Regions from separate parts of the Mus musculus genome. Here all the other regions are linked to region 1. Evidence: chromatin contacts called from public Hi-C data. All regions are on one chromosome and are shown on one strand. The core of a region is the stretch at or near the end of the contact, and the rest is flanking DNA. Distances in the headings are between cores, read along the strand shown.

Evidence for each region. A called contact is a pair of places that touch in the nucleus more often than the background predicts.
Region 2: a Hi-C map of bone marrow-derived macrophages shows a contact between it and region 1, with 18 read pairs. The contact joins two enhancer-like sites. A contact is called at or near these places in 9 of 484 Hi-C or Micro-C datasets (the C2C12 cell line, CD4 T cells, CD8 T cells and 3 more), 3 of 115 datasets of contacts at active chromatin or transcription factors (embryonic fibroblasts, liver and trophoblast stem cells) and 1 of 9 other capture datasets (embryonic stem cells).
Region 3: a Hi-C map of bone marrow-derived macrophages shows a contact between it and region 1, with 25 read pairs. The contact joins two enhancer-like sites. A contact is called at or near these places in 1 of 39 promoter capture datasets (the C10 cell line), 4 of 484 Hi-C or Micro-C datasets (the HPC-5 cell line, bone marrow-derived macrophages, cortical neurons and 1 more), 3 of 115 datasets of contacts at active chromatin or transcription factors (double positive thymocytes, extraembryonic endoderm stem cells and trophoblast stem cells) and 1 of 9 other capture datasets (embryonic stem cells).

Annotation. Positions count from the first base shown.
Region 1 is chr1:60,578,088-60,582,322 of GRCm38.p6, reverse strand. No RefSeq gene overlaps it. Among named protein-coding and RNA genes, the nearest start is that of Raph1, 13 kb to the right of the region's middle. Within about 2 kb of position 2,237, at least 79 of the 459 cell types and tissues checked have an H3K27ac peak or open chromatin away from gene starts, as enhancers often do. A contact at or near this core is called in bone marrow-derived macrophages and double positive thymocytes, where this site is marked.
Region 2 is chr1:60,823,800-60,828,034 of GRCm38.p6, reverse strand. No RefSeq gene overlaps it. Among named protein-coding and RNA genes, the nearest start is that of Gm38137, 38 kb to the left of the region's middle. Within about 2 kb of position 2,009, at least 94 of the 459 cell types and tissues checked have an H3K27ac peak or open chromatin away from gene starts, as enhancers often do. A contact at or near this core is called in bone marrow-derived macrophages, where this site is marked.
Region 3 is chr1:60,757,479-60,761,713 of GRCm38.p6, reverse strand. All of the region lies in intron 1 of Cd28 (CD28 antigen), which reads right to left. Among named protein-coding and RNA genes, the nearest start is that of Cd28, 13 kb to the right of the region's middle. Within about 2 kb of position 1,918, at least 37 of the 459 cell types and tissues checked have an H3K27ac peak or open chromatin away from gene starts, as enhancers often do. A contact at or near this core is called in bone marrow-derived macrophages and double positive thymocytes, where this site is marked.

The DNA of each region.
Region 1 (4,235 bases), core at 988-3,487:
CCCTCTGATAGCCAGGGAGTGAAAGTGGCAGCCAACAATGGAATTTTTTGAGATTTCCATTCCAGTTACTGCAGACCTAGAATCCATATTTTTCCTGTCCTCTTGGGAAACAGAACAGTATCAGGAACTCTAGACTCATTCCAGAGCCGTGTTACCTACCTTGTTCTCCCTTCTACCCACCACCTACCCAGGCTGTTCATGGCTATTCCATGATGGCATGGCTGTTATGCTCAGGAGACGCCCCATATGAACAGCTTTCCATTGATTTAACTGAAGTCATCTTCAAAGCACCTGACTTTTGTCAGGTACAGAGTCTGAAGCACTGAGATCCCAAGTCCTCTACGATGAAAAGCTGGACTCCCATGACAGCTTTGGGGGTACAACTCAATGTTCCGTCCCTTAACTGAATTTATTCTTATGTTCCTTGAGTATATCAATGCATGGTAAGACTTCAATAAATGTTTTTATGAATGAATGAAAATATGTACCTGATAGATGTGGCTTTAAATGAGAAGATTGTACAAAACCAAAAATTTAGAGGGAACAATCTATAACTCTTTGTTCTGTGTGGTACTGGGAACACACATTTCTATGTGATAAAAATTCTCACTAATATGTTCTTCAGTTGTCTTCTGTTGCTATGCTGCTTAGAGAAGACTGGAGGATAAAATCCTTCTCTTGTTTCTTGGAGCCTTGGAGAAGAATCAAACACACTTACTCACGTCACACAGAGAGTAATAATCTTTAGTTAGCCACCCTTTCGTGTAGCTCCAGTGTCCCTGATTCTGTGAGCCATGATCTATAGATAGACATGGATAATTGACAGCAAATGCACCTGTCTTCTTGAGAATAACTTTAAGGAACTGCCACCTAACTAAAGAGCCATGATAGTTTAAATGCAGACTGATATTTAGCTAAAGGGCATCGTCTCTTGGAACAATATCTAAAGGAAAACCATTTTGTTACATAAATAAAAAGCATTAAAGTGCCAAAAATTGTTAAGAAAAAAAAAAAAGAAAACCTTTTGCTTAGTAAAAAGGTTTTGCACGCACTCTATGTGATGGCTGTTCAGATGAAGATGCCTAAAGATGCATGCAGAGCTTCTGCACCTTCTCAGTTGTCACGGCGACTGTCAAGAAGCTTTGCAGCATACACATACATATGGTCCTACGCTTCCATGCTATTCTAATTACAACTTCTACTACACAGCCAAAACTGGAGCAGAGGGGCAGAGACTGAGAAAGTCTCCTGAGAAAATGGACGCTCCTCCATCTCCCTTTGTAGGCACGCGAGCATCTAGGAAATGGAAAACAGTAGTTGCGGAGCAAAGGCTATTGCAACAGCTGTAAATGGGCACTGGTAAAGCTTGTGGTACTGTTTTCCCTTGCTCCGTGCTGAATTATTTTAGGAATAAAGACAATCAGAAAGTGCAAGTTAGACAAATGTATGTGAGTAGATTTACTACAAACTGTCTTATATCCTTCTTATAATAAAACTGGTTGTAACTTGGCTGAGTCATATTTTGGAATAAACAGTTTAGCTTTTCCACCAACAGTCACGAATGGAATTTATCCCCACCTTCTCTGTGTGTGTGTGTGTGTCTGTCTGTCTGTCTGTGTCTTTCTTTGTGTCTCTGTCTGCCTATCTCTGTCTCCCTCTGTCTGTCTCTGTCACTCTGTCTCTGTCTTCTCTCTCTGTCTCTCTCTCTGCCTCTGTCTTCTCTCTCTGTCTCTATCTCTGTCTCTGTGTGTGTGTCTCTTTCTCTGTCTGTCTCTGTCTCTCTCTCTCTCTCTGTCTCTGTCTCTCTCTCTCTCTCACTCTCTCGCTCTTTCTCTGAAATAGAGTCTCACATTGTAGCCCAGGCTGTCCTGGACCTCACTACATAGCTCAGACTGGCTTCAAACTAACAGCGATCCACCTGCCTCAGATTTTCCAGTGTTGATATCATAGAAATGAGCCACAACTGGCAACTATTGAAAATGTCTAACTCTATCAACTGACCCAGATTGTAGGTGCTCAAAGCTAACTTTTTAGAGTTTTGTAAGGAAGGGTGGATACTGAGCAATTTGCTGATCAACTCTTTGCCCTTAAGCCTTCAGGCAAAGCATATTTCCTGTTAACTCAGCTAAGTTGTGAAGATTGTTGGTATTTATGCCTTCCTCTTCCGGGTCCATACCCAGAGGCTGAAGTCCCTTTGTGCTTCTTTGCCTCTGGGAGTGTGTCACAAGGAAGAAAGCAGAAGTTTCCTGCAAGATACTTCTCTTCTGGGTTTGTATTTTCAACCTCCTAAACCCACAGAAAAGCCTATGCTGGACTTGGTAGAGGGAAAGGGGAACTGAGCTTGCTTCCAGGGAGGAAGGTGGGTCCATAGAAAGTTAAGAGACTGCAGAGCCCTGCCCTTCTGTGGCTTCCATTTCTCTCTACTGCCTCCCCAGAGACATCTAAGCAATTCTAGCTCACTGAGATGCCTGTCCATAGGCTGCTGTAAAAGCATCGACGTTCTAATGCTGTCACCCTTTATACAACAGCGACCTCCAACCATAAAATTACTTTCATTGCTACTTCATAACTGTAATGTTGCTACTGTTATGCATTATAATGTATATAGCTTGTTTTCTGACAGTCTTAGGCAACCCCTGTGAAAGAACCTCTCTCCTTAAAGCTGTCATGACCCACAGATTGAGAGGAGTCAGGCAGTGAGTACTTCCTGGGAACCCCTCTGGGGCTGATGGTGGAAGGGCAAGTGGCTGTATATGGTTGTGAGCTTGTTTAGCAAGGGAGATAAGGGAAAAGGGAGGAAAACTCCAATGGTGACCAAAGTTGGTTATCTCTGCTCCCAAAGAATGGGGGACTCAGTTAAAATTAAATTAACTCCAAAAACCCAAACAAAGGGAGTTTTGAGTTTGGGGTTTTGCTTTTGTTTGTTTTTTGTTTGTTTGTTTGTTTGTTTTATTCCACACAGGAGAACTGGAGAATTAAGATAGCCAGAACAAATGAATGCAGGTGTTTGAAATCACAGGGAGAGAAGACTTCTTTTCTAGATGAGAAAAAACTTCTCACCAACAACTGAAAGTATTTTCTTTTTTAAAAATCTGGTTGTTGTTTATTTGGGATATTTGTTTTGTTTTGTTTTTAATTTCCCCTGTGGTGAAGCATACGTTAGGATATTTGAGAATGACTTTGGAACACATACAATGCCCTCAGTACACCACTGTACATTTAACTATGCAATCCTATACCATTCCTCTGGATGCCCCATTCAAACGAGTGGTCATTTCATCCCTCACTCATTCATTCCCAGGCTCACAGAAACCACCATTGCCTGTGTGCCTTTCCTATCATGGGCTCATGTACAGTGCTTCCCCATGGCTTTAATAATATCCAGTTTCCAACTTCTGCTGTAGGTTGTAAAGTCTGTAAGATAAAAAGCTTTGAAAGAATATATTCTTCCTGGTGCCTTAGTAAACCCACTATTTGAGTTCTACAAGATAGTATAAAGACAAGAACAGTGAATGGAAATATTAACCCTGATCCAGCATGATCCAGTATTATTGCCAACACAGCATCTCTCCTCCAAATTAAAGCCTAAATGGATACTGAAAAGTTACTGCAGAAAGAGAGGCAGAAAAGGAAGAGGAGAAATTTCCACAAGTATTTGCCGTTACTTCCAGAGCACAGTTTGGTGTTCTCCCCAGTATTGGCTTGAAGTGCATAAGCCATGATGCTTGCATTAGAACTTCTGAGAAAAAGCATCAATGTCTAGGCACAGAATATTGTTACATCTTGGGGGTTATTTGTTTTGTTTCTAAATCATTTTTGTGGTTTAGCTTTTGATATCTGCTATGGGCTGAACATTTACACTCCCTCTTGATAGAAAAGAAGCAGGTGTGATATCGAAGACAGAAAAGGGTTATATTTGAGCATATCGTTTTTCCCCCCTTGGAGGAAAGCATATTAATAAATCAAAGGTTTTCTTTTTTTAACAATAAATATTTTTATTACGTATTTTCCTCAATTACATTTCCAATGCTATCCCAAAAGCCTCCTACACCCTCCCCCCACCCCACTCCCCTACCCACCCATTCCCATTTTTTGGCCCTGGCGTTCCCCTGTACTGGAGCATATAAAGTTTGCCTGTCCAGTGGGCCTCTCTTTCCAGTGATGGCCGACTAGGCCATCTTTTGATACATATGCAGCTAGAGTCAAGAGCTCCGGGGTACTGGTTAGTTCATAAT
Region 2 (4,235 bases), core at 760-3,259, 250 kb before region 1:
TGGATATTTTAAAAAGACTAAACTCCTAAAGTGCTTGCATTTTTAAAGACTGTGGGACTTTTAAAAAGTTATAATTTTTATTATCAATATGAGCATGGCATTTGGGGGACAGCAAGAATGGAAAGTTATAGTTTAATAGTGATGTGCTTGTGTGTAAAGTTGATGAAGGGTCAATTGTTCTGGCCCGTTTTATGTTAACTTGATATAAGCTAGAGTTAGGGATTTGGGGAGAGGGAAAGAACCTCAATTGAGAAAATACCCATACCAGACTAGCCTTGGGTAAGCCTACGTTGCATTCTCTTGACTGACTATTGAGGTGAGAGGGCCCAGCTCATCATGGGCAGTGTCATCCTGGGTCGATGGTCCTGGTGCTAAAAGAAAGCAGGCTGAGCAAGCTATAAAAAGCAAGACAGTAAGCAGCATCCCTTCGTGGCCTCTGGACCAACTTCTACCACAGGCTCCCACCTTGAGTTCCTACCTGACTTCCTTGGATGATGGACTACATGCTGTACGATGAAATAAACTTTTTCTTCTCTGGGCTACTTTGGTCATAGTGGTTTATCACAGCAGCAGAAACCCTAAGGTTTTTTAGAAAAACAAAACAAAACAAAACAAAACCCCTAAAGGCTTTTTGGAAAGAACTGAATTTTGAGCTGTGATTGAAGGATGGAGACTGTCAGAAAAGTATGGGAAGGATATTGCAGGTAGGATTGCTCACTCTTCACATGAGAACTGGCCTGGCTCAAGCAGAACTCTGTTGAAGAGTGCAAAGTCCAGGTTCTACACAGGAAACAATCATAAGAGACCTTTGTACTGCCTAACACAGGACATTCTATGAGCAGTTAATAAATGAATCCTGATTGATTTGTTGAATCACCAACTCTAGTGCAATGTGTATGTTTTCAGGGAGTTGCTCTAGTAGGAAAGGTGGGGGCAGGTGGGGTGATGTGTTCATTAATAATCACATGGAAGGGATGATGTTGGGCTTGACTTCCAAGAAACTGCAAGTAAAAGCAAACATCTGAACCAGCTCTTCCTGGTACCCTTGCTGGTTTTGGGCTGTCGAGCAAAGGATGGGAGACACACAAAGAGATTCCCCTGAGATTCTGAATCAAAATAAGATTTCAATCTGGATAACCTTCTCCACTTTTCTCAGTTTCTCCGCATGCTTGGACACTGTGTTTCTTTATCCCTCAAGGTACTTTCCCACTAAGTGAAGGAAAAGGCTAAGATATATATACATATATATATATATATATATATATATATATATATATATATATATGTATGTATATGTATATATATATATTCTCCATGCTCTGGCACGCTCATGGAGACTCTCCACTTTCTCACTATTAAATATGAGAGTTATTTCTTGAGCAACTCATCCGTGGTCATAAAATACTCAGCAATGTATACTTGCTATTATTTTTAGATTAAACATGACATTACCCATATGTTTGTCATCTGTGCTAGTTGCCCTGCATGAAACCAGATTTTTGAAGGAAGTTTTAACCTGGTAGTCATAAATAAATGACAATAGTTGCTTCTATTTTAGAAATCCACATTGGAGCTTGCTTTCCTAAAAAAAAATAAAATAAAATAAAATAGAATGCATAACCCTGAAGAATGCCAGTTTCAACATTCATGCTGTAGGATTCAACACAAATTTAAAATCTCACAGCATGGTCAGTTTTGTAGCACTACCTCTTTCCTTCTGACATAAAGGCTGAACCTGTATTGTTATATAAAATGGATAACTCTCAGGAAAAATAATCCTTGGAGTGGATCCAAATTGCTAACTTATCTTTAATAATCATGTCTTTTTCTCTCCACTCTATCCCAGGACAGATTGAAACACTCCATCGAGACAAATGCATTAAGTCACTTGGAATCCGAGCATCTGCAGATACATTACAAAATAATTCTCTTTGTTCAGTGAAGGAAGGCCACATGATGCATTAGCCAGCTTCCAGCTGCTCCTTCCTCACTGATGACTCAGCCTCTCTGGATGCCATTTTGGCCACTCACTATGCATCTAAAGATGTGCTTAAACCCACTGCATCACTTAGGAAGAGCAAACCAGAGTCACAAGAGAACACATGTGGCCGCAAAGCAATGGAAAGATGGTTATCTTTCTCCCTGGCATCGTTTCTTAAACGCAAACAGACTTAAAGGAAGAGGGAAATCTGCCAAAGGCCTCTGGGGATTCCAAATGAAGGAAATTCTTCCACAGGATGAAGCTACGCATCCTATAGAAAGTACATAAACAAGGTCCTGCGCTGATGTTGGAGTGAGGTCTCTGAAGTCTTATGTGTGCCAAGTGTTTTAAACCATTAATTGTTTTATTCTGCCAAAATGGATGAGCTAAGATTTGGCTGCTTGCTTTTAGGAGATTAAAAGACAAGCAAAGGAAAGGCTCCTGAGTAAAACACAACCAAAATATTTTAGTTGATTCGAACTTCTTCTTAGCACTTAGAACTGATAGTATTATCCTGGCCAAACGTTAAACAACAAATAATCAAAAATAAGAGTGTTGACCTAAAGCAGCTGTTTAATCAACCACATAAGGAAAGAGGGGAAATGGTCCAATTGTTTCTTGTTGTGAAGACAAAACAAATGTCTGATAAGGTTTTTAACTTTCCAAATTGGTGGGAAGGAAGTCTTGTATATTGTTTGCCATTTTTCCAGCCTTTTGTTGGTCTGGATCCAGAAGAATAGATCTTTTTACTACTTTCTATAAAATTGTCCCAAAATAGATATCCTGTGCCATGGTAAGAACTTTAAAGATAAATAAGCAAGACCCATGACTTGGAAGTCTCCTACACAGACCTTCAGGGGCTCGTGCTTCTGATCCTTACTGCGATGTTCCTTGAATTAGATTCAGGTACAGTCATGGATTTGTCCCATCCCCACCTACCCCAACAGGGAAGTACAATGGTTAGCCCCAAAGTCAACTGCTCTTTGACCCAAAGAGCCAGGTGGGACTCTTGTTTGTTTGCTTGATTTCTGTTTGGAAAACTGGACTCAGCCTGTGGTGAGGGCAATGAGAAAAACAGAAGGAGGTCTCTGATCTTGCCCCACACTTCCCTGCCTGTCACCCATGTGCCCTCCCCAGGACAGCAGGGTCAGTTTATGATGGCTGTTGGTGTGTTTAGATTTCTCAGATTTAGAAAGAACTTCAAAGCATGAACTCTTTTCATGGGGACATGGACTTAAAACTTGGTGTTTCATAACCGTGAGCAAAAGAAAAAAAAATGAATCCATTTAAGGAGACACTTAACATTCTTGGGACTCTGGACATAACATGGTGCTCACGTAATTTGGCTGCTGGCATGGGAGACATTTTTGCTCTAAGCTAGTATTTCTCAATCTGTGGGTAGCGACCCCTTTGGCAAGCCTCTATCTCCAAAAATATTTACATTATGATTCATAACAGTAGCCAAATTATAGTTATGAAGTAGCAATGAAAATAATCTTGTAGTTGGGGGTCACCACAACGTGAAGAACTGTGTTAGAGTCTTGGCATTAGGAATGTTGAGAAACACTACTGTGGCAGAGTCTTTAAATAGGCATCTAACTGAAAATGCTGAAAAGAGAAACCCTTCCTTCCTGTTGCTCCTGGTTTACTTAAATGAGTTGCTATATACAGGACATCTACCAGTTTCTGATTCTCACCATACTTCCCCTTCCAGATGGGCTGCAGCCCCATGTAGCCCACAAGATCCCGCCAGCTGTCACCCTATGGGATGAACAGCTCTTGGTCCATCACTTGCCCAGAGTCCACACATGTCAACCCACCTATGTTTCTCACAATCACATCTGCAGCCACCTCCATTGTAAATATTGTTGGGGTGATAACTAAACGCATATTTTCTAGGCACCTTTTAAGACCTATCAAATCCAGAGAAGCCTAGGAGCCCACCTTTCTAGAGAACAGCCAAGGCAGATCTCTGAAGCCTGAAGATTTTGGCACAGCTTTTGCACACTTCTATCCCACTATCCCACCGTTAACTTGGGCCCTCGGAAAAGAATTTTGCACCCTGTCATCCGAGCCTGTCACACAAATAACTTCACTGTTTTACTTATTAAAATTATTCCTTCTGCCTTTATGGATAGCTGGTCCAAGAGCCATGTGAGGCCTCATTTCAGAGTCTTTTTTATACCTGTCAAGATTTTGGTTCCTTCACAAATATTTATGTTTTATATAAGAACCCACTCCATTCATTTCCGGT
Region 3 (4,235 bases), core at 669-3,168, 180 kb before region 1:
TGAAACCAAAGGCTACACCACCTAAATAGCTGACCGCTTAGGCACAGAGAGTCAACATCATAGATCAAAGACGGATAGGATGTAGGCATCCTCTTTCTCAGACATGACCTGAATTTTTCAGTAGTAAACAAATTGCTGTCTGTGAAGAAATTTTTAAAAATAAATAAATAAAATTAAAATCAATTTTTACTGGGGAAGCATGCTAAGAGCTACCTATTTATAGTTCTTGTTGTGAGGCTGTCCTCTAATTGTCGAGCAATCTCTTCAGCCTGCTAGTTCTAATTTTTAAAAGGTTATTTGTACCACACCCAAGAGCCAGTTAGACTCCGAAGTTGTTAAAAATGAAATTTATCATTTAACCTGGGATTGAATCCATGTACACAGGTGTTTTGGTTTTGGTTTCTGTTTGTTTGTTTGTTTGTTTGTTTGAGTTTGTTTTTCCTTTCTTCCTTCCTGTATTTCTTCTTTTTTGCTTTGGGTAGAAGGTGAGTACACAGAATTAAATCTCTACTAACTTTTATCATCTATATAATTATCAGTATTTCAATACATATAGAACTTAAAAAGAAAACGCATATCCACAACCTCTTACTCTCAGAAATTCTGATATATTTGATATAAGTTAAGATGTGGTTAGTGTTGATATTTGGGTTGAAATAACTTTACTGAAATGTAATTCACGTATCATAAAGTTCTTCTTGTTAAAAACACGATTAAGGGATTTTTTTTAATACAATGGGAGTTGTGAGTGGACCACCATTTCTGTAAAACATTTTCATTACACGAAAAGGAAACGTCCATCGCAGGAGCCATCAGTTCCCGTCATGCTCTCCCTCCAGCCCCTGGCAACCACTCCTCTACTTCTTGTCTCTACTTGCCCATTCAGGACATATCCTATGTTTGAAATCACAGTATGTGTGTCGTTTTGTATCTGGCGTCTTTCACATAGCTATTTTCAAGTTTCGTGTGTGATGTGATAAAGTATCAGAACTCCAGTTTATGACTATTCTGTTGTGCAGCTGTAGTACATTTTGTTTTTACACTCAACATTTTTTTGCCTGTTATGAGCAATGCTACTGTGAACATCTGTGTAGGGGTAGGGAGGAGCTAGAGGGATAGGACAAGCTCCAACATCCAAACTCCAATGTTCTTTTAGTAATCCCTGTCTGATTCAGCAGATGACATCTTCCCAAGACACATGTGAGAAGGAAAACAGATTTCCTACACATGAATTCCTTGGGCAGTTCCCAGTCTAGTAAGGAAGAAAAAAAAAAAAAATATATATATATATAGTTTTGATCCAGTAGACAACAGTCTGCAGGTTGTGGGACCAGTTGATTTCCTAGACATGAAGACTGCTAGTCTGTGGGATAAAGGATGATGCCTACATTGATTGACAAATGTTTACCAAGATCTCCTGCCAGTGATAGAGACCAAGTGAAGGCTCTTAAGCCGAAAAGCAGGTGCTCACAGCTTTTCATTTCTGTAGATCACGCTAACCAAAGTGGAAGCAGTATTATGGAAGGTACAAGGATGAGGGCATGGAGAGTGGGCAAGATTCATCAGAGGTGAGAGGTGAGAGACTACACTGGCTTAGAAGTAGTGGATGAAGTGAGCAATGTTTACAGGCTAATGCTTACCCAACTTGACAGTGATTTAGGTGTGGTTAAAGAGAAAAGGAAGCATTTAAAATGACTTCCTCAGCCAAACAGGGTAAGAAACAAGAAGGTATTTTTCTTTTTACTCATTTCTACTTCATTACCAGAATAGACAGATCCAAAAACTAAGTCAAGTGTGGACATCTGGGTATAACGAAGACATGTTTTCAGCATCAGGGGTCGGGACACAGGATGGAAACTTTCAGAGGAAGAGACTGCAGTCATTCTCTGAAACGGTCTTTCTTCACAAGGAGTAATATGAGAACTCAAAGGTAGCTTTTCTTCTTCTTCCCAGCACGAGGCCTCTGAGCTCAAGCCTCAGCATGACTGAGGTTGTCTGATTTCTCCCAAGCCCATTTGACCTCAGCGTTACAAACCAAGCATGCTCTCAATGAGAACTGCACAGCCCCTGTGTCAAGGCTGTGTGTTGGCTGCCATTGTGCTGGAGATCAAGCACAGACCAAGGAAAGGGGAAATGCCTCATTCAGTGACTGTGCCAGCTTTTGCTGGGAAGAGTTTGAAAACTGTGAAAAGGAGATGGGCAGTTTATCCGTCGGTGCTCACATTTCTCTCTTCTGTGTCGACAGATAATTTTTAGATTAGCTGATGCTTAAAGAGAGATGCTATAGTCAAGGTAATTTCTTGTATTGTGCTGATATGTGGCTAACAGCTTCCTAGCTTAGGATTTGAGCTGATAAGACCTCTTTTTAAATGTTAATACAATTTCTAGATTTCAGTCCCACCTTAATTTATTCCCCGTGAGAAGCTACCTGACAGGACCTCAGAATCGACATCTTCTCTGGAGACACACGAAATAAAATAGGTTTCTTTAGGTATGAAAGAAAGATTACAGTTGTCCTAAATGGTATTGACCATGTGTACTCACTGTGGTTTCTAATACGTATGATACTACTAGCTCCTTTTAATTTCCCTTAAAAATGGAGCATGCGTGAAGAGATCCATCTCCACCCTACAGCAGTACAGCACAAAGATACAGATGAACTGAAGCACATGACAATGGTCAGCTTGGCTATGTATTTTGGTTTGTTTTTTGGAGTTTCTGGGGATCTGTGGTATTTCAAATAATTTAAGGGAATATTATAAAATTTAAGGACATACCTAGACTTAGACCAGTGGTTCTCAACCTGTGAGTTATGACCACCTTGAGGGTAAAATATCACATATCCTGCATCACAGATATTTACATTGTGATTCATAAGAGTAGCAAAATTACAGTTATGATATAGCAACAAAATAATTTGATGGCTGGGGTCACCACAACATGAGGAAATGTACTAAAGGGTCACCACATTAGTGAGGTTGAGAAGCACCGACTTGGAAGGAACTAGAGATACATTTAGCTTTCCTCTATGGACTTCTGTTTGAAGATGTGTTGTTTTCTAAACCATGCTAGGAACTATCTTTCTTTCCCTCTGCAAATATTTGATTCTGTTTTCCTTCTTGTGAGTGGTTTACCTAGGCTACACCCACAAGAAACAGCGTTACTCTCCCAACTGCATTCACTCAACACAGTAAAAGACTGCCTTGGCTGGCATGTCTACCAATCATCAGGTTGTTTTGATGGTGAATTTGTGCTTTGCTTTTCAAAGCCTCTCCTAGCAGCTAAACAAGCCAAAGCTGTGGAGACAGGAAGCAGTAACCTCAAGACTCTTTTCCTCACAAATAGGCTCTATACCAGGTGACATGAAGACTAAGGGCAGAGGTGAGAAAGCACTTATCTGCAGCCCAGGGCAAGGCTGTGAGAGCCAGAGTTCCCACCAATAGTCTGTGAAACTTGTGGTAGAACTGGCTTCTAGAAGGTTGACAATTGATTGTGTTTCCAAGGGAATGCAATAGTTACAAAAACAACTTCTTTCCTTCTCATCAATTCTAAGTGGGTCAATTACTATGCTTAGGAACCAAACCAACCTCTGTACAGGTGCACTGGAAAATCATCTCTAAGGTGATCAAACATCAAAGAACTTTGACCTTAAAAGGATGTATACACACACACACACACACACACACACACACACACACACACAAACACACACCTCCCAGTTAAGCTAAATTGTGTATTTACAAAGAATATGAAGTATAAAATACAATGTAGGGAACATAGTAGTTTAGAATCATGAGCCTATAAGACGAGTCCAAGTTCAAGACAAATGAGCAGCCTTTGAGACTTGAACTCAAGCCTCCCAACAGATTTTGGTCTATTGTTCCTTTCCCTCTGACACACTGCATCAACATTCTAACATAATTCCAGTGGTTGGTTTTAGGTCCTCTAGAGTCTGGACTTGATCAAAGAGCTGATACTGAGATCTTCATGTGAGAATCAAGGGAATTACTATTTAGCAGTCGGTAAGTTGAATGGCAAGAGGACTGGACCAAAGTAAACTTCATTTTCTCCACCATTTTAGTGGAGTTCTGTATGGAGAGAGAGAGAGAGAGAGAGAGAGAGAGAGAGAGAGAGAGAGAGAGAGAGAGAGATCTCAGCTGGAAGGAACTTGAAAATTATCTAAAGCCATTCCCTTGTTTTATAGATGAGGCTACTGAAAACAAAAATAAATGACT